3 separate regions of the Sus scrofa genome follow, and regions 1 and 3 are each linked to region 2. A link is a contact called in public HiChIP or PLAC-seq data. All regions are on one chromosome and are shown on one strand. The core of a region is the stretch at or near the end of the contact, and the rest is flanking DNA. Distances in the headings are between cores, read along the strand shown.

The links. HiChIP or PLAC-seq counts read pairs in DNA pulled down with a chosen protein or histone mark.
Region 1: a contact with region 2 is called in an H3K27ac HiChIP or PLAC-seq map of alveolar macrophages. The contact joins the enhancer-like site here to the promoter of TNRC6B in region 2. A contact is called at or near these places in 1 of 5 promoter capture datasets (fetal liver), 6 of 47 Hi-C or Micro-C datasets (embryonic fibroblasts, liver, retroperitoneal adipose tissue and 1 more) and 2 of 2 datasets of contacts at active chromatin or transcription factors (alveolar macrophages and skeletal muscle).
Region 3: an H3K27ac HiChIP or PLAC-seq map of skeletal muscle shows a contact between it and region 2. The contact joins the enhancer-like site here to the promoter of TNRC6B in region 2. A contact is called at or near these places in 1 of 5 promoter capture datasets (liver), 6 of 47 Hi-C or Micro-C datasets (embryonic fibroblasts, epiblast stem cells, liver and 1 more) and 2 of 2 datasets of contacts at active chromatin or transcription factors (alveolar macrophages and skeletal muscle).

The regions. Positions count from the first base shown.
Region 1 is chr5:8,184,933-8,187,857 of Sscrofa11.1, reverse strand. The region is part of intron 4 of TNRC6B (trinucleotide repeat-containing gene 6B protein); the gene reads left to right. Among named protein-coding and RNA genes, the nearest start is that of MIR7134, 25 kb to the right of the region's middle. Within about 2 kb of position 1,502, at least 8 of the 83 cell types and tissues checked have an H3K27ac peak or open chromatin away from gene starts, as enhancers often do. A contact at or near this core is called in alveolar macrophages and fetal liver, where this site is marked.
Region 2 is chr5:8,309,801-8,312,855 of Sscrofa11.1, reverse strand. It overlaps TNRC6B (trinucleotide repeat-containing gene 6B protein), which reads left to right and starts at 1,792. Exons shown (of 26, transcript XM_021092847.1): 1 at 1,792-1,818. The coding sequence starts at 1,807. LOC102162756 (a long non-coding RNA gene) reads right to left here and starts at 891. Exons shown (of 2, transcript XR_001305237.2): 1 at 665-891; 2 at 1-268.
Region 3 is chr5:8,228,093-8,231,033 of Sscrofa11.1, reverse strand. All of the region lies in intron 3 of TNRC6B (trinucleotide repeat-containing gene 6B protein), which reads left to right. Among named protein-coding and RNA genes, the nearest start is that of MIR7134, 68 kb to the right of the region's middle. Within about 2 kb of position 1,588, at least 1 of the 83 cell types and tissues checked has an H3K27ac peak or open chromatin away from gene starts, as enhancers often do. A contact at or near this core is called in skeletal muscle, where this site is marked.

The DNA.
Region 1 (2,925 bases), core at 253-2,752, 120 kb after region 2:
GTTATCTTTGGAACTCAACCAGTCATAGGAGGCTGCCCGTAATAAAGTTGGAGGTCTGATGCCAAGGGATCCTAGAGGTTGGAGGTGGAGGCAGAGGCAGAGGAGACTGGGGCGTCTCCACCAAAGAGGGGGCACTGGAACAGAGTCTTCAAGGGAAATGAGGACTCGCTTGATGAAGGCGGTGGTGATAGAACACAGTGGTCAAGAACCGTGGTCCTGAAGTTGGGACAGGTGTGTGGTTTGGTTGGCCCAGTGCTGGGCAAGTAATACCTGTGCGCCTCAGCTTTCTCACTGGTGAAGTGGGGCATGATAATAGTCCTTGTTGGTGCCTGGAGTCAAGGTTAGCTGCTCTTTGCATAATTTTTATGGCTAGCATTTCAAGCAGAGGAAATGGCATGAGCAAAGGCAAGGTGTTAGGGAGTGGGGAAGGGTAGGACCCAAGTGTAGGCTGTCCGGAGGGGAATGGAAGGGTTGGTTGGGTTTGTGAGCTAAGGAACTTGAATTTTATCCTGTGGAAAGCAGTTTTGAAAACTCATGGCGTTCCCGTTGTGGCTTAGTGGGTTAGGAACCCAACATTGTCTCTGTGAGGATGCAGGTTCCCTGGCCTTACTCAGCGGGTTAAGGATCTGGCATTGCCGTGAGCTGCAACATAGGTCGAAGATGCGGCTTGGATCTGGCGCAGCTGTGGCTGTGGTGTAGGCTGGCAGCTGTAGCTCCAATTTGACTTCTAGCCTGGGAACCTCCATATGCTGCAGGTGTGGCCCAAAAAATAAAAAATAAAAAAATAGAAAAGCAACTCAGCTTGCCTCAGTTGACTTCCACGCTGAGGATCCGATGCAGGAGGAGGGATTGGAGAATGTAAATTAAGTCAGTGACAGTAGAAATGCCAAGACCAGACCTTAGAAACACTTTCGGGGTGAAATCTGTCAGATATGAGAAAGAGGGACGAGCTCAGGCTGGGTGAGTGGGTGATGCCAGGCGTTGGGATGGGCATCCAGTGGGTGGAGCAGAGGTTTGGGGTATGTAGAAGGGTGAGGATGGGGCTGACAGGCTGTGTGTTTGCTTTGTGCATGTTTCAGATGCTTGCTGAACATCTAGTATAACTCGGCACGTGGTCACGAGGGTCTGGAGCTCAGGAGGAAAGCTGGGAACCATCCGTTTACTTACAGAGATGGTCCTCTAGGCCATGGTTGTGACAGTGCCCCCTTAGCTGATGATCAGAGGGGCGGGGTGAAAACAGGAAAAGGGGTGATGCAAGAAAAGCCCGGGCAGGAAGGCGTTTAGGGAAGTGAAGGATACTTATCGGGCCGCTGTCCCCGGGGGCCAGCCGAGATAAGCCCTGGATGAGGGCAGTTAGGTTCGGCCTTTAGGAGCTCAGTGCGGTGGGCTCAGGGCTCCATCGAGGTCTGGCACATCGTTGTTCTTCCTGCTTCCACTCTGTCCCATTGGGAGGTCTCCCTTGTGGGTTTTCGGGTTCCTTCCTTTCTGTCGCTACGGTGAGCAGCTCTAGGATAGGAACTAGTTATGTTCACCTCTGTAACCCCAGTAACACACACACACACACACACACATACACATACACATACACACGAGTGCTCAGTGAGCATTTGTTAAATGAATAAATGGATCAAGGATGATTCGAATGAACAAATATTTATTGAATGCCTTATATATTTCAGAAGCTGTGCTAGTCTCTAGGAATAAAGCAGTGAGCAAAATAGTTTTTTTAAAAAATCCCTACTCTGGTGGGGCTTACATTCTATAGCATGAATCAGAAGGCTAAGGGGAAGGAACAGGTCGAAAGGTAACTATTGAAGGTACAAGGATGAGCTCTGTAGCCTCGCCATCCACAAACCGAGTCTGGCATCCAGGAGGCATTCGATAGAGCTGGTTGGCTTGAACACAGGGGAGAGGGTTTGAGAAGAGAACTGAGGTAGTGCTGCGTGGGTGACAGCGCAGCCTTGGGGAGGGAAGCGTTATTAGTTGAGGGAGTTGCCCTGGGAGATACTCTGCATGGGAGGCATTCCTTGAGGTCGAACAGGAGGTGAAGTCTGAGTGGAAAAGGGCTGCAGGAAGACCGAGTCCCGCTCTGAGGATTGGCTGAGACCCTTCCCTTGTGATTGCAGGGGTCTGTAGCTGGGCAGGCTCCTCCCAGCAAGGCAAGGCGGAGCCCGCGGTGAGCGGGGGCTTGTCTGAGGCTGAGTGAGGCTTGGCCGGAGTAGGTGGTGTGGGCTAGCCAGGGGGTGAAGTCTTCAGGGGATGCTGGTGAATGTTCCTGAGTGTCCAGGCTGGGTGGGGAGGAAAATAAGAGCAGGGTCAGCTAAGGACCTGAAGGAATAGGAAGAGAGAGGGTCTGGGTTGGAGGAGGTGAGAACGTATCAACTAGAAGGGAAAGATAGTATTACTTCCTCTATTAAATACCAGGCATGCTGTTCTAAGTGCTTCATAGAAGTTAACTTTGAATCCTCATGACAATCCTGTGAGCTAACTACGGATTAAGCCTTGCTCAAGCCTGCTCGGGTCCGAAGCATCCTGGACAGTCTTGGCTGCTAAATCTCTATGCCGGAGCACTGGGCCCTCTTGCCTTGGGAAGAAAGCAGACATGAGAGCTTCTTCCAGGCCGAGTAACTTTGCAGTTGCTTCCTGAAGTTGCTGAGCCGTCCTTCCCTTCTAGGAAATACTCGAGGCGGCATGGAAGGGATCTGTGGACTGTCTGCTCCCTTTTGAAAAATAAGAGTTCCCTGGTAGCTCCTCAGGTTAAGGACCCACACTGTCACTGCCATGGCCAGGTTCTATCCCTGTCCTGGGAACTTCTGCGTGCTGAGGGCCCAGCCCCCCCAAAAAGAAAGTATGTTTTAGGCAACAGTATATTTTATTTAGAACTGTTAGTTTTCTTTGCCTGGCTTGCTCATGTCTAGACATCCT
Region 2 (3,055 bases), core at 543-3,042:
ACAGAGAAAGAATCCAATGGCCACAAGCCAGGCGCGCACATCTCGCACAGCATTAGGGGCTACTCTGGAAGCTTTCCAGCAGCTGAAGGGCTGTTCCATTTGCATACAGTAAATTACTTATTTCCAAAACGATTTATTCTTTTTGTCTTTTAGACTCTTTCCTTATTTCCAGCTCCTGCGTACTCTCTCCAAGAGTGAGCTGGAGATGGATGGCAGGGGGGTCCGCTTGAAACAGAAGGTTGGTAGAAGTGTCCATTTATTTATAAAGCTGAGAAAATGAACACAAAGGTATATAAGCTTCTGATCAGGAAACATCAAGACTGTTTTAATTTAGGGTGGACAGAAGTGGGTGCTGGAGAGGAGGATGTGGTGGAGGCAATGACAACCTGTTCACAGCCTCAGTCCCCAACAATGTCACCTCTACAAGCTGACTGAGGAGCTTAGGTTCTGAATGAAATGTTTTGACGATGTTGGGTTGGCTGATGGGTACAATTCTAGGCTAAGGTAAAGGCACTAAAAGCGAAAAGAGCTAAGGCAATGGAGTCAAACAGACCTGGGACCAAATGCCGGTCTACTACTTCCCACCTAGGTGACCTTGGGCAAATATCCCAGCCGCTCTGGAGCCCTGGTTTCCTATCGGTAAAATTTAGAATATAAAACTCACGGGTTTAACCAATAGTCCCTGTAAAGATCTCTGCATAGTTGGCACAAAGTAGGCACGCAATAAATAGCAGTCGTTATTACAGTCAACTACAGGCCAAACGACCAGAGTCATCTAAACTCCCTAGCAAACAACCGTAGCAAAACGAATCCAGATCTGACCGACGCGCCTTTTAGCCCAATAAGGTACCAGGAAAGAACTCGGTGGAGACAAACCAATGGCACTAGCTCTTGTTGTTGGACGGGCTCTCTTGCCGTCCCACCAATAGTTTGAGGATTTGACCAGGGAGTGACATTCCAACAGTCCAATGACGTACAACCAGCCCACACTCAGCACTTCGGAGGGGATAAATCAAGGAGCCGGGACGTATAGATTCCGTTATTAGGCAGTAGTGGATAGAGAGAGGACCTTAGGGGAAACAGCGCGAGGCCGAGGCACTAATGAGCAAATAAAAGAAAAAAGGCGATGGTTGCGCCAAGTGAGCTCGGCCGCCATCATGCTCTAGTTTCCCCTTCGCCTCTCCCAGTCCGCAACGGAGGAAGCGGCCTCTGGGATGCTGAGGGGGTGTGTCCCCTAATGATTGGCGCAGGCAGCGTAGCCAATCCTAGCTCGTCAAACGGAACGCACTTAACCAATGAGGGGCGACGGCAGCGGCGAGGAATTGGAGGGGCGGAACAGCAGCTTGACGGGCATAGAAGGCAGCCAGTGACGGCCGGCAGCATCCTTCCTGCGGCCAATGGAATGGGGCTCTGGGCGGGCCCCCGAGTGTTTGTGTTGTGGTTTTGGGGGAGGGAGGCGGAGGGGAAAGTTTGTTTATTTTGTTTTTAGTTTCTGGGGTCCCCGTGTTTCTCGGAGGTGAAGCGGGAGGGAGTGACTCCCCCCCGAGCCCCTCAGTCTCCCTACTACGTCGCCTCCATAGCCTGCGGAGAAGCGGGGACCGCGCGCCTCGCAGCGCATCGCCTCACAGCGGAACGCCGCGCACTCGGAGCGGGCACGGCTCGGCGGTGAGTGAGGACCGACGGCCACTGCTGTCCTTCCCCTCCCCCGCTCACCGCCCAGTCAGAGTCGGGCGGCCGGGTGGGTGAGGACGCCCGCGGGAGCGCGCCGCGCGGGGCCGGCCTGTCAAGCTGAGGCGCAGCGTGTGCATGTCCTCGCGAGTGAGCGCGCGCGGCGGGGAGAGGGCCGGGAGGGGCGTGAGCGCGCGCGCGGGGCAGGCGGGGGCGGCGGCGTTGGGCGCGCGCTCCGTGGGGCGGGCGTCTGGTGGGTTTGACCCCAGGGCGGGGAGGGACGCGGTCGACGTCCGCGCGCGGGGAAGGGGCGCTGGGAATGGAAGGGCCGGGCGGGCGCGCACGCGCGGCTCTGGGCGTCACGCGCCGGCAGGTGTGAGCTGGGGGAGGGCTTCCGGGTGGGCTGGTCGATCGAGTTCGCTTCTCGTCGCCGGGGGACCTCGGGGCGGGGAGGGGTCCCGGTAGTGGCAAAGAGCCGAGGCCCGCGGAGGCGCGTCGGGGCCCCTGCCAGGCAGTGGCAGAGGGAGGCGGCAGGCCTCAGCCTCTCGGTCCCCACCTGTGTGCAAGACCTGCGTGACGGAGCGAATGCGTTCCCCTGCTCATCCCGGACCGGGGGATCCCGCCCCCATCCCTCACCCCAGAGCCCTGAGTGTGGCCACCTTCCAGAGGCGATTCACTCTCCACGGGGAAAGGAGGGGACTGGCAGAGGACGTTCAGCCCGAGGTGTTTTCTGCTGTCCCCTGGTCCTGCGCCCTGTGGCTTCAAACTAGCCGGTTTCCACAGTGGGCTTAAATACACTGTAGAGGCTGAAGACAGCCAGTAGCCTCTAGTCGGGCACTTTAAGGACCAACCTATCCTCATATCTTTGAGCACAGAATACTATCTGGGTCTTTTCAGGCTCCTTGCTTTCTCATGTATCTTTGTATCTTTTGGCTGTTTTATTACTTTTTAGCATCTGCGCTAGAGATTGAGTGAGAGATAAGGTGAATTTCAAGTTGCTCCTTTGTATTGCAGTATAAGCAGCATCATACAACAGAATTGGCCAGAGATGTTTCTCCATAGTAAGTGAATAAAATGTCATTAATTTTGCCCCCCCCCAGCAGTTAAGCAAACAAATGTTTTGATACCTCATATCTTGTATTTTGTGAAAGTTTAACAATAGAAGCTATTTACTTCTTACTTGCAGGGAATTTCAGTAGAATGATAGTTTCCTATTGATTTGGAGAAGCATCTTGGCTTTGAAACTTTGTTTATTCTTTTGGTGATGTTATGTAAATGTCTGTTAAAAAGCAGAACTTACAGCACCTTGGCACCTCTACAGTGTGCAGTATCCTTGTAGGTAGGTAGTGGAGATGTGAATGTAGTAGGTTGCTACGCTAAGGCTAGA
Region 3 (2,941 bases), core at 339-2,838, 82 kb after region 2:
TTCTTGGAGGATTTGGATTTTTTTTTTTCTTCCTTTTTAGGGCCACCCCCCCCAGGCATATGGAAGTTCCCAGGCTAGGAGTTGAATAGGAGTTGTAGCTTCCAGCAAATGCCACAGCCGGGAACTCGGGATCTGAGTCTTGTCTGCAACCGACACCACAGTGCACAGCCATGCCAGATCCTTAACCCACTGAGCAAGGCCAGGGATTGAACCCATGTCTTCATGGATACTAGTCGGGTTACTGCTAAGCCACAGCGGGAACTCCGGGATGTGAATTTCAGTGTTCCCTTTGAGGAAGTATTCTTGAAACTGTGTAACATCTTCCATAGCTTTTTTGTTGTTATTAAGTGATTGGCTGCACCCTTGGCATATGGAAGTTCCGGGGCCAGGGATCAAACCAGAGCCAGAACAGTGACAATGCCATGAAGTTATACTACAGACCACAAGGGAAGTCCTTCCGTAGCTTTTTTTTAGAGATGTTTAAGTTCGGAGATGGATTGGGGATTAAAGATTCTTTGAGAGTCGAGGTGGAGTTCCCTGGTAGCCTACTGGGTTAAGGATCTGGTGTTGTTATCGCTGTGGTGCGGGTTTGATCCCAGACCCGGAACTTCTGTATGCCCCAGACATGGCTGAAAAAAACCCAAAACAAAATAGTTGGGAGACGTACAGATGTACAGAGTTTAGAAGACTCTGTTTCTTTGCTAGAAAGATAAAAAGCAGAGGATGGCTTCCAAAAGCTGCCGTAGATTGGGCCATAGATAAATCTGTGATTAAGTACAAGTATTCTTTCCGTTTTTCCTCGCTTATTTTTTTTCACCTGCCTTCCTCCTTCCCTCTTTCCTTTCCTCTCATTACTTCTGCAAATATTTATTGAGCATCTGTTACATGCCAGGAACTGTGTTGGTTACTGACACAGAGCTGCCTCAGTGAACTGTGTTTTTTCTTTGTTTTAATTGTTGGAGCTCCAAGAATTTTAAGTGGAAGTAAGAAAAAAGAAAGTTAAACTTCATATTAGTTTAGAACTAGCTTTTTTTTTTTTTTTCCCCTCCCTGAATGGTCACTAGAATATAATTTTGTGTGACCTAAAGCACTTTCTCAAACAGAGTCTGCTGTTGGAGTGAAAGCTTCCATTATAAATACTGGAAGAAGACAAATTTGACAGAGTTATTATTAATGTAAAATTTCAGAAGCCCCTGACTATATCTTTGGAGGCACAGTGACTCTTCCATGTATTTTTCCCAAGGACTACTTCAGGGCTTATTTAATTTCCCTGCTGTGTCCATGAGAGAGAAAATTAGATAGCATGAACACAGTTACCCATGAATCTGTCTTATTGTTCCACACTTTCAAAAGTTAAATATGAAAATTGTGTTCTGTAGAAAACGAGTGATGACCTATCGGAAAGCCACAGGTCGGGGTGTGTGTTTCATTGGCATAATCCCTTTAGAGAGAGACTCATCTATCTTTTTTTTAGTATTAATGTGCCTATATTGTCACATTAATCTAAAAGCAGATCCTATTTCGCCTGTCATACGTGGCTTTGACACACTGAATGAAACGATCGGGTTTCTTCGTGCCCGATCTGTGTCTCGTGCGTCACATAGGAGGACTCTGCATTACTGGGAGTTTCCGTTCTAACGTGGATTTACTGACACATCTTACAGCTGTTTCTTTACACTGTCCTTTCTGTTTTATTCTTTTTAATTGAGATATTATAAAAGGATATACCTTTATCACCATTCAGTTACTTATTCTGTTAACCTAGACCTTTTCTAAAAAATGAAGGTTTCGTGTATATATATTAAAATAAACACACGCACACATACCCACCACCACCACACCCTGTTATCTCCCATGACTCTGTAGTTGGCTGGGTCCAGTAGGGCAGTTCTTCTGCTCCAAAGTGGTGTCGGCAAGGGCTGCTGTCATCTGGAGTTCCAACTTGCCAGAAATGTTCAAAGTGGCTCACTTACATGGTTGGCGGTCTGTATTGGCTGCCGGCTAGGAGCTTAGCTTGAGGCTGTTGACCCAAGCATCAAGGACCTCCTACATATGACCTCTCTACGGGGCTTGGGTTTCTCACAGCGTGGCGACTGGGCTCTAAAAGGGAACATTCCAAGCGTGCAAACTGCAGATATATTAAGGCCCAGCCTCTGAAGTCAAACAGTTTTACTCCCTCTGTATTCTGTTGAATTAAAGTGAATCCAGGGCCACTCTGGATTCAGAGGAAGCAAAAACAGATTCCACCCCCAGTAAGAGGACTGGCCGAAAATTTAGGGTCACCTGTAATCCACTACACAGTGATAAGAGTATTGGGTGCTAGACTGAAGAGAGGTGATGTCAGAGACTAGATTATTTTAGGCTGAGGCGTTCTAATGATAGGCAGCAGATTTTTAAAGAATGGGAGTGAGATGTGCTTTTACTTTATGATTTACTTTCTTATGATAGCCGATGTTGATGTAGAGGACAGACTAGAATAGCTATCTTGACCGACAAATTCTCTAAAGAGAATCTGTATACTTAAGAATTACCTTGGGGGGAATTCCCTGGTGGCGCAGTGGGTTAAGGATCCGGCATTGTCACTGCTGTGGCCTGGGTTTGATCCTTAATTCCAGAACTTCCTTTTCTTTTCTTTCTTTTTTTTTTTTTTGTCTTTTTGCCTTTTCTAGTGCTGCACCAGTGGTGTATGGAGGTTCCCAGGCTAGGGGTTGAATCAGAGCTGTAGCCGGCAGCCTACAATGGTTAATGGACACGTAAACCTCATCCGTGGTGATACAGCAGTTGCTTGGGGTGTGGGGGATGGGATTCAAGGGAAGGAGCCTATAGGAGTTTTCTGGGGAGATAGAAATGTCCTGTCTTGACCCCTGTGGTGGTTACACGGTGCAACCGTATCTAAAATTCATTACATTCTGCCTTAAGGTTTATGGGTTTTTTCTGTTGT